3 separate regions of the Zea mays genome follow, and regions 1 and 3 are each linked to region 2. Evidence: chromatin contacts called from public Hi-C data. All regions are on one chromosome and are shown on one strand. The core of a region is the stretch at or near the end of the contact, and the rest is flanking DNA. Distances in the headings are between cores, read along the strand shown. Region 1 holds the start of LOC103644279. Region 2 holds the start of LOC100216718 (SPX domain-containing protein 4). Region 3 holds the start of LOC100284921 (50S ribosomal protein L18).

Region 1 (4,487 bases), core at 1,605-4,104, 180 kb before region 2:
TTAATGTGGTTTTTCTTGCTCCGACCCGCTGCAGGATCTCCACATATCGATAATGCTGCTTATCCTGATGTTCCTGTGTCATATAATATGGACAACATATGCAGGGCATCCAATAGTGTTGATGTTCAGATTGAGGATGAGGAGGATCCATATGAGGCTGCACGGGCCTTAGATTCTGATGATGACCGTCCGGTTCAAGAAATGACCGAGCTACGAGGCCGCGCCGCCACCACGTCAGAGCCAGGTCAGCCCTAGGCGCAACTAGTCGTTGCTGCCACGTCACAGCTCGGCGTCATAGGCTGTGGCGCCGAGCTGTGTTACCTCGGCGCCACAACCTATGGCGCCGAGCTTCGGGTCCAAACGTGCAAATAAAATTTTTGGGGGTCCAAACGTAAATTTTTTGTCTCGAAAGGGGCTAAAAAACAAAAAAATCGGGCCCTACGGCCCGACACATAATTGCTTAAACGTGCCGGGCTTATTTTGGGCGGCCCGAAATTATAAAAGCCCAAAATTCAGTTTTAGGCCCGAAATTCACATTAGGGCCCGAAATTCAGTTTTTGGCCCGAAATTCACATTAGGGCCCAGAATTCACATCAGAACTCTCAATTCAAAACAAATTTAATAAAACAAATAAAAGATAAGACAAATAAATTTGACCAAAAGCAAACTTAATATTTGTATTAAGTTACCAAAGATATGCAATGACTACCTCGTTTATAAATCATTTTGTTAGAAGGAAGAAGAGTATAATCAGCTCTATACAAAGTTCATAAGTTCAAATCATTATCTAATGTTCATAACAAAAGTAAAATTACATCACATACTCTAATTCAAAGCTACAAAAAACATCTAACTAGCATTATCTATAGCTTTGTGTTCTTTATCAAGTACATGAAAATGTGGAATAAAGTATGGTTTTAATAAATATATGGGCATTTTTGTGCCTCTATATGGGCCATTTCGTGCCTGCCTTAAACGGGTCGTGCTCGTGCCCGCCCATGGACCGCGACCTCGGCCCAAACCCGACCCGATATATCGGACCGTGCCGTCCCGGCACTAAATTATTTCGGGTCGTGCCGTGCCTGGGCCGTGTTTTTTTCCGTGCTTCGGGCCGGCCCATCAGGCCCGGCCCAAATGTACACCTATAGCCAAAACGTACAAGCTTTGTAACAAGGGAGGAGAAATCTACGACAACGCATGGGATATAGAACAAGTTATGGACCTGTTTGGTTCAGCTTTTTTCTGACCAGCTTTTCTGAAAATGTGGCTATGGGGAGAATCTGGCTGTGGGAAAAATCTGAGTATCATTACGATTACGTGTGGAGGAAAATAAAGTTGTTCATAGGGCTCAGGATCTAGAAAGTGACGGATTCCTACTATTACAACGACTCAACCGATTATGTGTTTATGTTGATTTTGAATGGTTTTTGCCCCAACGAATTTTATAGAAGCTGGCTGAAAAGCTGAGCGTTTGGCAGTCTGCAGCAGCTTTTGGTGGCCAGAAGCTGCCAGAAGCCGAAACAAACAGGCCCTATGTCGTTTTTACCCTTAGGCACACATGCCTATTTATACTATGTCCTCTATATTCAATAAAGAATTGTTCTCGAGAGAGGCTCGGCCTTGCTTTCAAAACGAGCCTCCCTCGAGGCCGGAAGGGGAAACCCCTCCTATATGTTGCCTTTTTTCTCGCAGTTTCAAAAAATGAACACGTTTCGTTGCCTCGCTCTAGTCCTAATGCGAAAGCCCTTAGGAACGGAGGACGTCCCGACTAAGGAGAAAGTAGCCGAGCCACAGGAACACCTACGCCTATATAACACCAGTTCTTACGATCTTACTTGATTTCGTCCTATAGTTTTTTGCTACCCATAAATTTCTGTTCTACGTCCGCCACTGCGTGTGTACCTGCCAATGTGGCAGGCCACGTGAGGCTGCGAGTTTGCACAATATTAGCTGTGTTAGAGAAAATAATGTGACCAAATGAATTACTTTTAGTCCCCGTTTGTTTCGTTGGAATTCCATTCTAATAATTATAGTTTAGACAAAATTAATTAAGTTAGTATATTTGTCTATGTAATATATTTGTATATTATCCTAAATCATGTGAGAGGGATAGTTATACACTATATTTATGTTATAGAGAAGCAAATAGAAGAGTGTGTTATGTACATTAGAAAAGTAGCATGTAAATCTATAGAATCAATTTCTATCTCTTACTACATGAATTTGAGATAGACTTATATATACACTTTGGAAAGTTATGGAATGTCACGTTCTAAAAAAATAGCCTACTAAATTAGTTAGATTCCAATTCCTCAAAATGAAGAGAAACAAATGGGCCCTTAGGAAAATAGTATAATGCTCGTGTGTTGTGACGACACATAAATATTCGATAATATTAGCGCACAACGATTAGAACGATGATCTAGGGTGTCTCATCTCAATACAAAACTAAACTCGTTATCCAGAGTGCCTCCTCCTCTCTCTCTCTGTTGTTGAGCCATACATCACCGATGATGCCGCCTCCTCCTTTTACTTGGATGTTCTTGTCCCACTGACTTCATAGGCACAAAACTGTTTTTTCCCTTAGCTGTTCAACTATACATCGTCACTCGTGATAATTGCATGGTTGATTGCACATTCAAGAGATAATCGGGTTGCTAGGCAAGGCGTGAGTCACACGCTTGAGGTGGTAAGTTTTTTTTAATAAAAGTGGTGACGTAAGGTGACCATAGAAATCGGTGATTTATGGTAATAGAGAAAAATACTTTGCTGTTATTTTTAGAAATAGTTTTAAGAATATTAAAGAAATTCTATATTGTCAAGAATAGTGTTTTCATTCACCTTTCGCTGACGAGCGGGACTCACTACCTCTCGTCCAATGACACTCTGGGCTCACCAAGTCACTAGTCACCACGAGTGACGACGAGTGCCGTCGACGTGGAGCAGAGGAGCGTGGAAGGCGAGCATGCTGGCGATCGGGGGGGTGTCGCCCCCACCAGGCCACCACGTTCCCTTCGCTCCTCTCATCGCCTTCCACCACCGCCTTCTGCACCGCGCAGCTGTACCTGAATATCCTCAAGACACGGGTCACGGGGGATCGCTAGTGGGGTTATTCTGGTCGACGAAGCGCTGAAGGTGTTCGGTCAAATGACGGTAAGGAGCGTCATCACCTGGAAGGCTGGAAGTAAGTGTCATCTCTTCGTTCTTGCGGTTTGGTCGCGGCCACGATGCTGTGTCCTGGTCCAGGGAGCTCCCGAGAAGCGGCGATGCATTGTCAGATCAGATGGCTCGCTTGTTGCCGTGTTGCCTGCATTTGGGCTTGGCAAAGCAAGTTCATGAGAAAATTGGAACGGGTTCCTTCTCAACAGGTGAAAATGCACTGTTGAATTCGTACTGTACTTGAGGTGCTCTATGTGTGGCAGAGAAGCTGTCGATGAGTTTAGAGATGCGATGCACAAATAAACTCATGCTTCCTGTTCACCTACAATGGCATTGAAGTAAAAGGGGCAGAATTCACTTGGTTTGCTTGGAAGGAGCAAAATGGTCAATTTCCTGCCAAAATAACACCCCACTAACAGCACATGGACGGAAATGGTGCTGAGGGAATCTGTTATTTCATTTGATGGCACCAAAGAGAAATTCAAAAAAATTCAACGGCATCGAGAGAAGCGCTATAATGTCCAGGGCTGGGCCATGGCATGGCTGTTGTAAGGGACAGTGCGTCGGTGCGTGTGGTGCATTTGTTTAAAGAGCAAGGCACAATTCCAGCTTTATCCTTTGGCTCCCACACCAAGCAAAGCAAAGAACCTACGTGCCTTCACACTGTAGTGAAACTGTGAAAGCAGCGAGAGCAGAATTTAAAGGCAAAGTAAGAAGTGACATCAGAAGCTCCCTGCAGATTTGCATCAAACTACACCATCGACAGTTAGCAAGTTCCTCATCCTCCACACTAGGGCGTCTTCGCAATATTTCTGCTGTAGCGCTAGCATTGGGTAGTGGACACGACATAGCTGCTCCCAAGGTACCTACTAAAATTCATCGTTTTCATGTTTTTTTCTCGAACACGCAGGAGAGCTGAATATCATTATATTAATAAGTTCCTGCATATCATTATATTAATAATAATAAGAAAAATACAAGGTCCAATAAGACCGAAGTACAAAGAACCACCTCACGGCGGCCAGAATCTAACATACACAAAAAGATCGATCTACCAACCAATGAACTAAATCACCTCTAGAAGGGGGCTGCAAGGAAGGATAACCCCTTGGCCCCAGAAAACTCCCATATCCGGCGCTCCTCCCCAACATGAGTTATAACTGCAGCAATACTAGGAGAGATGCCATCAAATACACATATATTTCTATGATTCTATAGCACCCAAAATAACAAGGGAATTGAGACCATCCCTGAAAGGGGACCATTAACAGTTTCACTGACTTCTTCCCACCATGTTAATTGTTTGTTTGGATAAATATGCACATATT
Region 2 (4,616 bases), core at 285-2,784:
ACCAAACACCACCCTAGTGTTTGGCAAAAAAATGAGACTAAAAACTAGAGACTAATCTTTAGTCCCTCTAACCAAACACTCCCTTACTCTTGTTGGCGCTTGGTGAATTGCATCGGATAGAAACTGGCGCCAAAGTAAAGGGTATTTTAGTCTTTGTATATTGTAGTTAATGTGTTTATAATCTATTTATGGGATGTTTGAATGTACTAGAGCTAATAGTTAGGGGGTGTTTGGTTACACCCCGCTAAAATTTAGCCCATGTCCCATCGAATGTTTGAACCTCCGTTCCGGGTATTAAATGTAGTCGGATTATAAAACTAATTTGTCAGCCGAAGATTAAAAGACGAGACGAATCTAGTCCAGTTGGTTGGGTATATATTTCATACTCCTATTTAAAAGTCAAACGTTTGATGTGACCCGGGCTAAACTTTAGCAGGAGCAACCAAACACCCCCTTAGTGACTAAAATTAGTCGGAGACATCAAAACACCTTAGTTAATAGTTTAGCTATTATCTATTTTTAGTAAATTAGTTAATAGTTAGCTAGCTAATTTTATTAGCAATTTTTGGCTAACTAAGTATTATCTTAGTGTATTCAAACTTCTCTTTAGTCCATGTAACCAAATATAATAGAGACTATAAACTTTAGTCTTAGAACTAATGGAACCCCTTAGCCTTCCCCTACAGTATGGTTTTGTTATGAGGGGTCACCAAAATTAGTGTTGTCAGATAGTAGAGCATAAAAGTTTGATTCAATTTACTCTGATTTGTCAATTCAGTAATTTTGGTAGTATAATTTAGGATTGACCCGTCGACTAGGCACACGCGCGCAGAGGCCAGAGTCAGCCAGTGCATGCGTCAATAGCGCCCATGCCGGCTGCGGGCTGCCTCGATCTCATCCAGTCATCCTGCACTGCGTCTCGTCTTATCAGGATTCAGGAAGCACATCTCCCTGTTCGGATCCGGCGGGCAGAGCTTATCTTCCCGTAGCGGACCGGTTTCACATGGGCCAGGCCCAAGCAGAACAACTGTCCATCTGGGCCTTGCTTCACCAGCTTTTATTAATTACTCATCTCGTCCCATCAATCTCTCTTTGTTCCTGTCCTTTCCTTTCTGAGAGTGAGAGAGAGGATTCCTTTCTGTTCTTTCGATTCCATTGGCTTGTGCCAGTTCATGGAAGATTCGCCATGTTATTATCATCATCCATGCAATGCAGCGTGCAGGACGGGATTTCTTGGCGGGCCAGAGAGAGATCCGAAGCAGGAGCAGAGAAGATGCCATCACGCCGTACAAATACGAGGGGAGACACAATAAAAATAAAATAAAACAAAAACCGGGCGGCAGCCGGCAGGGCTACGCAGGCGCCGAGGGGAAGACGACGCGGACTCACAAGGCGAATATCCCCCGTCCGGGACCCACCCGACAGCGACCCAACACCCCCAATCATCATCCCCTCCGCCTCTCCTCCACTGGAGACGACGAGTGCCCTCGTCTCCCTCTCCCCTCGCCGTCGTCGTCCTCCCTCCTCTCCTCCGCTCCCACCGAGGAGGGGACCCTCTATAAGAAGGCAGGAGCGACGAATCCGATCGTCTGTCGTGTGGGAGAGCCGCGGCCCCATCCTCCGTGTGATGAAGTTCGGGAAGGATTTCCGGAACCACCTGGAGGAGACGCTGCCGGCGTGGAGGGACAAGTACCTCGCCTACAAGGCCCTCAAGAAGCTCATCAAGAACCTGGTGCCACGCGAGCCCGCAGCGGCCCCTCCTCTCCCTCCTCCTGCCCCCGCCGCCGCCGACGCCGAGGGGCCGGGGGCTCCTGCCGCCGCGCACGGGAACGTCAACCTGGCCAACTGGTTCGCCAGCATCCTCGACGCGGAGCTGCACAAGCTCAACGAGTTCTACATCGAGAGGGAGGAGTGGTACGTCATCCGCCTCCAGGTGCGCGCCAAATCTTGCCACCGCTCCTGAATCTGACCACATCTCCAGTTGATGTCGGAGTTGCTCCCGATCCCCTGTTGCTCCCTTGATTCATTGATTTTTTTACGGCATGTCCAGTAGGTTTATGTACTAATGGCTAAATCACCATCATGAGTAAGTTTTAACATATGCTGCCTCTGGCTGTTAAGTACGTGCAGATTATGTAGCAATCTGGGCAGGGCTTAGTCTACTGTAATTTTGGTACCTTCGTCGTACATGTCTTCTTGGATACCTGCAAAGCTGCAATCCTTTGTGTTGCTCGATGCTTACCAAAGGAGCACATTTGCTAGGCCAAATCTATTTGTGCAGTAATAGTATACATCACATCCATGTAATGGCCTTAAATATCTCGAGTTTGCATAAGATCAATGAACTTAGGCATGCTAGCTCAATTCAACACGGAACCAACTCGAATGACCCACTCTGTTTTTGCAATGACGCGAGCATGCCGCTGGACAATTTTACTTATTTTTTTTTCCACAACACGAGCTATATTGAAAAATTTATGCGATTAAGTTCTGGTGCTGGATACCTTAATAATTGCTAAAATATTGGCAAATTGCTGTTGCTTTAGATATTAGAACGTTTTGATGCCGTAGATGAAAGACTATCATAAAAGCATCGGCAACCATTGTAGAAATGTTTTTTTTTCTTTTTTTGATAAAGAGAATGGTTTTCATCGAATGTTGGGAGGAAATGTCACAACGATGTGTCCTTTTCTCCCCCGTTATTTATGAGACAATGTGATTATACAGTACAGCTATCCAGGTCCCTTATTTATCAGTTAGTTGTGTTTCTTTGGCGCTTCCTTGCATTGGAGATGTCATTCTAACACTTTCTGTCCTTGTTTCCCTAAGGTGCTCAAGGAGAGGATTGAGCGCGTCAAAGCTAAGAAGAATGACGCTTTTACATCCAGGAGTGAATTTACCGAAGAAATGTTAGAGATACGTAAGGATTTTGTGATCATACATGGTGAAATGATTCTTCTGCAAACCTACAGCTCCCTAAATTTTGCTGGTTAGCACATCATACCGAGTTGGCCAATCTGAAGTGTTCTTGCAGTGATGCCTGGCTTCTGATGTGCATTACATGCTGTACATGCAGGACTAGTGAAGATACTGAAGAAGTATGACAAGAGAACAGGTGGCGTGCTTAGCCTGCCTTTCACTCAGCGTGTTCGTCACCAGCCATTTTTCACAACCGAACCTTTAACAAGGCTTGTCCGAGAATGCGAGGCTAACCTCGAACTACTTTTCCCGGTCGAAGCAGAGGTTCTTGAGCCTAGTTCATCCTCGAATCTAGAACCGCACGATGTGGCTAGGTGTGACCCGACATCGTCCCGCGATGTGGAAACCGTCGATGTTTACCGAAGCACACTCGCAGCTATGAAGGCGATACAGGGCCTTCGGAGAGCCAGCTCTACTTACAACCCCCTGTCTCTGTCTAGGTTCTTCCACGGCGAGGATGGCGAACCCTGCTCGGGTGCCATCACTTCTGAGAGCTCACTGTCAGATTCCTCAACGGACTCCCAGATTCAGGATGCTGGGAAGGATGATAAGGAGGTGCAATCAAATTCGAGGGACCAGAATGCTGCCCAAGGGGAACAGAATGCACAAGGCGAGCCGACTGATGAATAAACAGTTTTTTTCCCACACGCTGTTCAATAAGACAATAACCATTGATAAGTGTAAATGCTAATAATCTTGCTGGTTAACCCTCTTTTGAAGTGACACATATGCAATGACTCCCTGGTGGCGCAGTTTCATTTTTCTTCTTTTTCCTTAATTAATGGGTAAAGAGTATATGGGATGTTGGATTTATCATGTTCCTATCGTGTTGACAGCATGCCAGTTGCCAGAAGTTTGACACTTGATAAGAGCTATGATCGTAATCAGCATGTTGGATCTATTATGTTTTTGTTGTGTTGACACTACAGGGACCACCATGTCAGTACTTCATAAGCGCCATGTAAGTTTTGACGGTTACAATTGGTTGTTTATTCGTGCACAGAATAACCGACATTAGGGCCTTGTTCAGCAGAACCTTCAGGAAATCCGTGACTATTTGAGAGCCGAATATTTGTAGCTTCAACAAATATATGTATGACTCATTTTGTTTATAGTTTGAATCAAACACAAAAAATTTAAACCACTTTATTTGTCTAAAAAAATGTAGATCCAACATGGATCTGTAAGCTAGTGCCAAACAGGCCCTATATAGGAGAGTAAAATCGGAAAATACTCCATCAGAAACCCAGAATATTGTATTAGTATGGAGTCCCCTTGACACCTAAAGTTCACCTTGAGCAACAATTTACAGTTAGTAAAGAGCAGGGGTGAGGGAGGCCATGTGGCAGCAGCTTTTGACAATGAATAAACCCCATTGAATGGGGGAAAATCAGACCAAGTAATACACACATTTTTACAAATGTTAACTATGGCAACTCTTCGACAAAATCACAATTTCCCCCCAATTGCAAGTTTGCAACCCTACTAATAGTACATCTCATCAAGCTTGGTCATTGTTTTCTTACATCGGTGATTGCAGGAACCTTGTCTGGGTAGCTAGACAAATCCACATCAAGCAATTCTGTGAGATCATAAAGCCCTCCAGGATCGACTTTGTCCTTGATTGGGGTTGTCAT
Region 3 (4,705 bases), core at 1,925-4,424, 180 kb after region 2:
AGATCAAAATTTGGATTTTGTGGGTTTTCAGGAAACTATTATATACTCAAACAAACATCCCCTTAGTAGGTCTAACAAATTTGAAATCTTCAACTGTAATATCGGCAGGTTTTATATCTCTATTATGGTAAAAAAAAATGTCTGGGATTGTTTTGGGTGGAATCTAATTGTGCTTAAGGTTCACCCTATAAGAAAGGAAAACTAAGTTTATTAACGAATTACATAATATTTTGGATGATTGTTTTGGCCCCACGTCCCTATCTTAGTTTTGTGTGTGGGTGGGTGGGGTGTGGGGGGGGGGGGGGGGGGGGGGGGATTTCAATATAGCTGGAACTTGGAAATGATAGAGAGAAAAGTAACGGGCAATGAACTTACATTGGTCTGAAATGTTTAATGATCGGAGGAACGAGCTTAGAGACAAAATAATGTAGAACCCGCAGTCGCAATTGGATTAAAGCCATGAAAAAGTTTAGAGGGTGTTTGAATGCACTAGAGCTAATAGTTAGTTAGCTAAAAAATTACTAGTAAAATTAGCTAGCTAACAAATAGATAGCTTACTATTAACTAATTTACTTTAAAATAGGTAATAGTTAAACTATTAGATAAGGTGTTTGGATGTCTAACTAATTTTAGTCACTATTAGCTCTAGCGCATTCAAACACCTCCTTAGTCTAGTAAAATATTCTCTTGGTCTAAGGGGTATTTGAATGCACTAGAGATAATAGTTAGTGACTAAAATTAGCTATAGACATCCAAACATCCTAGCTAATAGTTTAGCTATTAGCTATTTTTAGTAAATTAGCTACTAGTTAGCTAATTATTTGTTAGCTAGCTAATTCTACTGGTATATTTTTAGCTAATTAATTATTAGCTCTAGTAAATTCAAACACACCCTAACAACCACGATCAGCTTATAATATCAATTCGAGAAGCGTCAGAACACAAGACTCTTACCAAACGAAAAAAACGTGACATGGTCAACGAGTGGCCATGGGCCATGGCTTTGCACCCTGTAGAACAAGGCGAGTGACTACAAAACAGCTCTGTTTGGCATATGGAGAGAGAAAAAAAAGAGAAGATTACAGGTGATCCTGGAGATATGAACAAACGCCTGGACGACTCAGAATTCAAGCCCGTGCTCTCTGGCAGAATCAGCGAGAGCCTTTATGCGGCCATGGTAGAGGAAACCACCTCGGTCGAAGACAACCTTGGTGATCCCTTTCTCCAAACAAGACTTGGCAATCACCTCACCGATCTTTTGTGCTATTTCCTGGAAGCCAATATCAAACTCCTGTCAGAAACAAATCGTAGCCTGTCTGCAAGAGCATGTCTCACTCAGCTTGTCATCTTGAATCAGGTATAAACAAGATTCATAACCAATGCAGCACCGTTAGAGATAAAAATCAACAGAGTCGTCATAAAAATGTCTGCACAACTTCAAACCGCTCTCTCTGTGTGTGTGTGTGTGTGTGTGTGTTTTAAGATGCAGAACCATCTGAAGAAAACGAAGTGCATGGTTCCCTGAGATTGCTCAAGTTGCTGTAACCAGACTATGTTACAAGCCACTGTGATCTTACTAGGAAAAGCATGCTGTCATAAAACCTCATTTGATTTTTCAGAAGGGGAGTTTTGAACCTAGGACTTGCACAACTTCAAACTGCTTTGTGCTTTTTATATCTAGAATCATCTGAAGAAAACAGTGTATGGTTCCCTGCGATTGTTCAAGTTCCGGTAACCAGACCATGTACAAGCCATTGTGATCTTACTAGGAAAAACATGATGTCCTAAAACCTCATTGGTTTTTCAGAAAGGGGATTTTGAACCTAGATTTAACTGTACTGTTTTATGTACATATAAGCAAATATTGAAGTGCACAAATGACTGATGAAATACTGGACTTATCAGTTATGAATATGAATATATCAAAGGCTGCATTGTCTATTCACCTTATCTACTCCGGTGCCCTGTTTTACTTTTACTACAACCAGGGTTTCGCCAATGATCAGAGGCATAAGGTCGTGTCTATTCTTGTGGAGAAATCAGGAATGCATGCATATTTGTAGTGATTACACAATCTAGAAGAAACAAGCCCCGTGTTTAAAGTAGGAGTACCTCAGACCATGTAATCTGAAATTGTCGTTACAGAGTATATACATCTGATTGGGTCATAGATAATTAATTGCACATTGAAGTCCTTAGCCCTTACCACATAATTTATCACCTAGTTTCCAATGATGCTACAAGTGGAAAGAACATGCATTTTCACTAGAGCAATCTTGCACTTCTATATAGGGGAACGGAATGATACAATAAGCAAAGGAACCAGTAAACTCTCTGTTACTGACTGTCTTTGAAGTGCTATTGACATTTCAACCAAGACCAGAGCTTCTCAAGCAAAGTAAAAGGAGCTGATAACTTACGATCGTTGGCCCAGCCGAGTATTCAAATTCCTTGGAGAGAGATTTGTGCATGGTTGAAGCTGAAGCCAGAGTACATTGCTTTGTGTCGTCGATGACTTGAGCGTACAGATGTTTGTTTGAGCGGAAAACACTCAACCTCGGCCTCTCAGTGGTGCCACTTACCTGGAAAGGGGTATGTAAGACTGACAACTGGGATAAACTAGCAGTAAAACTCGTAGTCGTAGTTGCATCCATATCGGAAACTCTATAGCCGATAGGTTCTTCTTAGGCTACACTCCAAGAGAACCACTTCGTCGAACAGCTAGGTGGCACGGCATTGCCAATGCCCCCCACACCACTAGCACAATCGAATGCAGAGTGAAAAAATGTCCTCGCCAGAATTCGTGCACACTGATTGACGCCCACATTCGTACGAAGAAAGGAGGAGAAGGAGAAAGATTCTAAAAACTTGGTTGGTTCTGGCGCAGATTCCTACCTTCTTGCGGAGGCGGACGTGGCGGGCGATGCGGTCGTCCTGGGGCGTGGCCACCTTGACCTTGGCGACGACGGACAGCGCCGCGCGACGTGCCGGCGCGGGGACGGGAGGCGAGGGGACGAGGAGGCTTCCATACACGGACGCCGCGAAGGAGTGGGCGCCGGCGAGCGCCGGCGACGCGAGCATGGCTCCCTTTCCTTTGCGCCGCTGCTCTTTCGCTTCCGCTCTCTTCGTCTCTCTCCGTTATGGGAGATGGCCTTATCCTATCCGCTGTACGGCGTTTAAAGGCTTGACCCAAATTACAACAAGGACCCTTCCGTTTTAGTTATTGCAGAACCGAACAAAATATCTAGAAAAAGGAAAAAAAGGGAAAGGAAGAGAAAAGAATGCATTTCTATAACTGAATTCATTACAATACCTCTGAAACCAAACAGAATGCGTAGAATTTTAAATGGTCGTAATATGTACTTCAGTACATTCAACTACTAAAAATGAACTAAAAAATATGAGCAAAATTTAGGCATAGGCCTCGCAAAATTAGGCCAGCCTTGGCAGCCAAACAGCAACTGATAAAAGCTCCCACTGTCCAAAGAACACAAGAATTATAGGCGGCACTAGAGTTCCTTTTAAAGAGGGCAATGTAATCGTAAGCCTTTGAAGCTTGGTAGAATTGGAGTACTGTCAGTTTATTCTGAGGTACAATCATGGTACATAGAGAATGGTGCGAACATCTGCAGAATACTGACTGCATATTGCTTGTTCAGCGACTTGAGCTCACGCTGCTGTAATGTAACTGATACAGTTCCATTAATATTTGGAACTAACATAAGAGTGCAATGCTATTTCTCATTAATGAAGCTACTAGGGTACACCTTCTGCATCCACTATCCAAACCCAAAACTATTGGTAGCAGGTCTCATGGTAGCGCAGGAAGGATACATAGCCCCCAGATTCAAGCAGCCACCGGAGTCTCGACAGCAGTGGGAGAAAGAAGAGCATCAGACTCAGACCGATCCTGGCCGTCCCATATCTCGGGTAGAGCTTCCTTCATGTTGTGAATGCTCTCCAAAGCATGGTCAGCCCCTGGAACAAGTGTCGGCCTGCCAACCTGCAGAGTTCAGAAAGTTTTGCGTTCAGTCTTTCCCTTCGAACATGAATGACGGCTCAAATGTGCAGGGCGGGCGTCTTACAATCACAGTATGGAAGCCTGCTGCCTTTCCCGAAGCTATGTTCCGAGTGCTGTCGTCAAAAAATATCTGAAACATAGATTATTAGGACGTACGTATAATCTTCAGTGCAGAATTACTTGCCATTTTTTCTTCAGAAAAGCTGTGTTCTTACTGTTTTCTTGGGATCAACGTTTGCAATCCGAGTTACAGCTTCCATGGCTTCAATGGAGGGCTTGCAGAGGATGGGTGATATGGGTCTGAACCCATCGGATTCATTCAGATCAGCCGAGTCGGGGAACGTTTCATCTGGGAACAGCATGCCGTTGCCGTCTCGGAACGCGCTCGGACCATTGCAGGGATTCAGTGTCTCGAAGCAGATCACGCCATCGAAGCAACCCTGTAAACCAAGTCTGCACAGAGCTTCCTCCGCGTGAGCTTTGTCAGAATTTGTGAACACCTGCAGTAACCAGATTTTAGGTTGATAAATAAAAATGATTCCCGTGACCATTTTTTTTCAAGCATATCATCTCAGAATACAGCAAGAAAACAGAAAACAAAACTAGCTGGTTGGTATTCATACTATTTTTCTCTGTGGAATTGAAAGTAGGAGGGTCCTCAAAACAGGGTCAGGCCTCAGGTTG

Evidence for each region. A called contact is a pair of places that touch in the nucleus more often than the background predicts.
Region 1: a Hi-C map of leaf shows a contact between it and region 2, with 5 times the contacts expected there. The contact joins the promoter of LOC103644279 here to the promoter of LOC100216718 in region 2. A contact is called at or near these places in 6 of 25 Hi-C or Micro-C datasets (bundle sheath, ear, endosperm and 3 more).
Region 3: a Hi-C map of leaf shows a contact between it and region 2, with 7 times the contacts expected there. The contact joins the promoter of LOC100284921 here to the promoter of LOC100216718 in region 2. A contact is called at or near these places in 7 of 25 Hi-C or Micro-C datasets (bundle sheath, ear, endosperm and 4 more).

The regions. Positions count from the first base shown.
Region 1 is chr1:301,888,216-301,892,702 of Zm-B73-REFERENCE-NAM-5.0, forward strand. It overlaps LOC103644279, which reads left to right and starts at 2,855. Exons shown (of 6, transcript XM_020547034.2): 1 at 2,855-4,021.
Region 2 is chr1:302,069,574-302,074,189 of Zm-B73-REFERENCE-NAM-5.0, forward strand. LOC100216718 (SPX domain-containing protein 4) reads left to right here and starts at 1,535. Exons shown (of 3, transcript NM_001359487.1): 1 at 1,535-1,933; 2 at 2,830-2,989; 3 at 3,077-3,777. The coding sequence starts at 1,628. The coding sequence ends at 3,609. It overlaps LOC100279997 (Protein LAZ1), which reads right to left. Exons shown (of 6, transcript NM_001152945.1): 6 at 4,337-4,616. The coding sequence ends at 4,491.
Region 3 is chr1:302,244,463-302,249,167 of Zm-B73-REFERENCE-NAM-5.0, forward strand. It overlaps LOC100284921 (50S ribosomal protein L18), which reads right to left and starts at 3,175. Exons shown (of 2, transcript NM_001413220.1): 1 at 2,896-3,175; 2 at 822-1,270. The coding sequence starts at 3,081. The coding sequence ends at 1,121. It overlaps LOC100193647 (Haloacid dehalogenase-like hydrolase (HAD) superfamily protein), which reads right to left. Exons shown (of 8, transcript NM_001138743.2): 5 at 4,645-4,705; 6 at 4,237-4,521; 7 at 4,086-4,151; 8 at 3,538-4,003. The coding sequence ends at 3,848.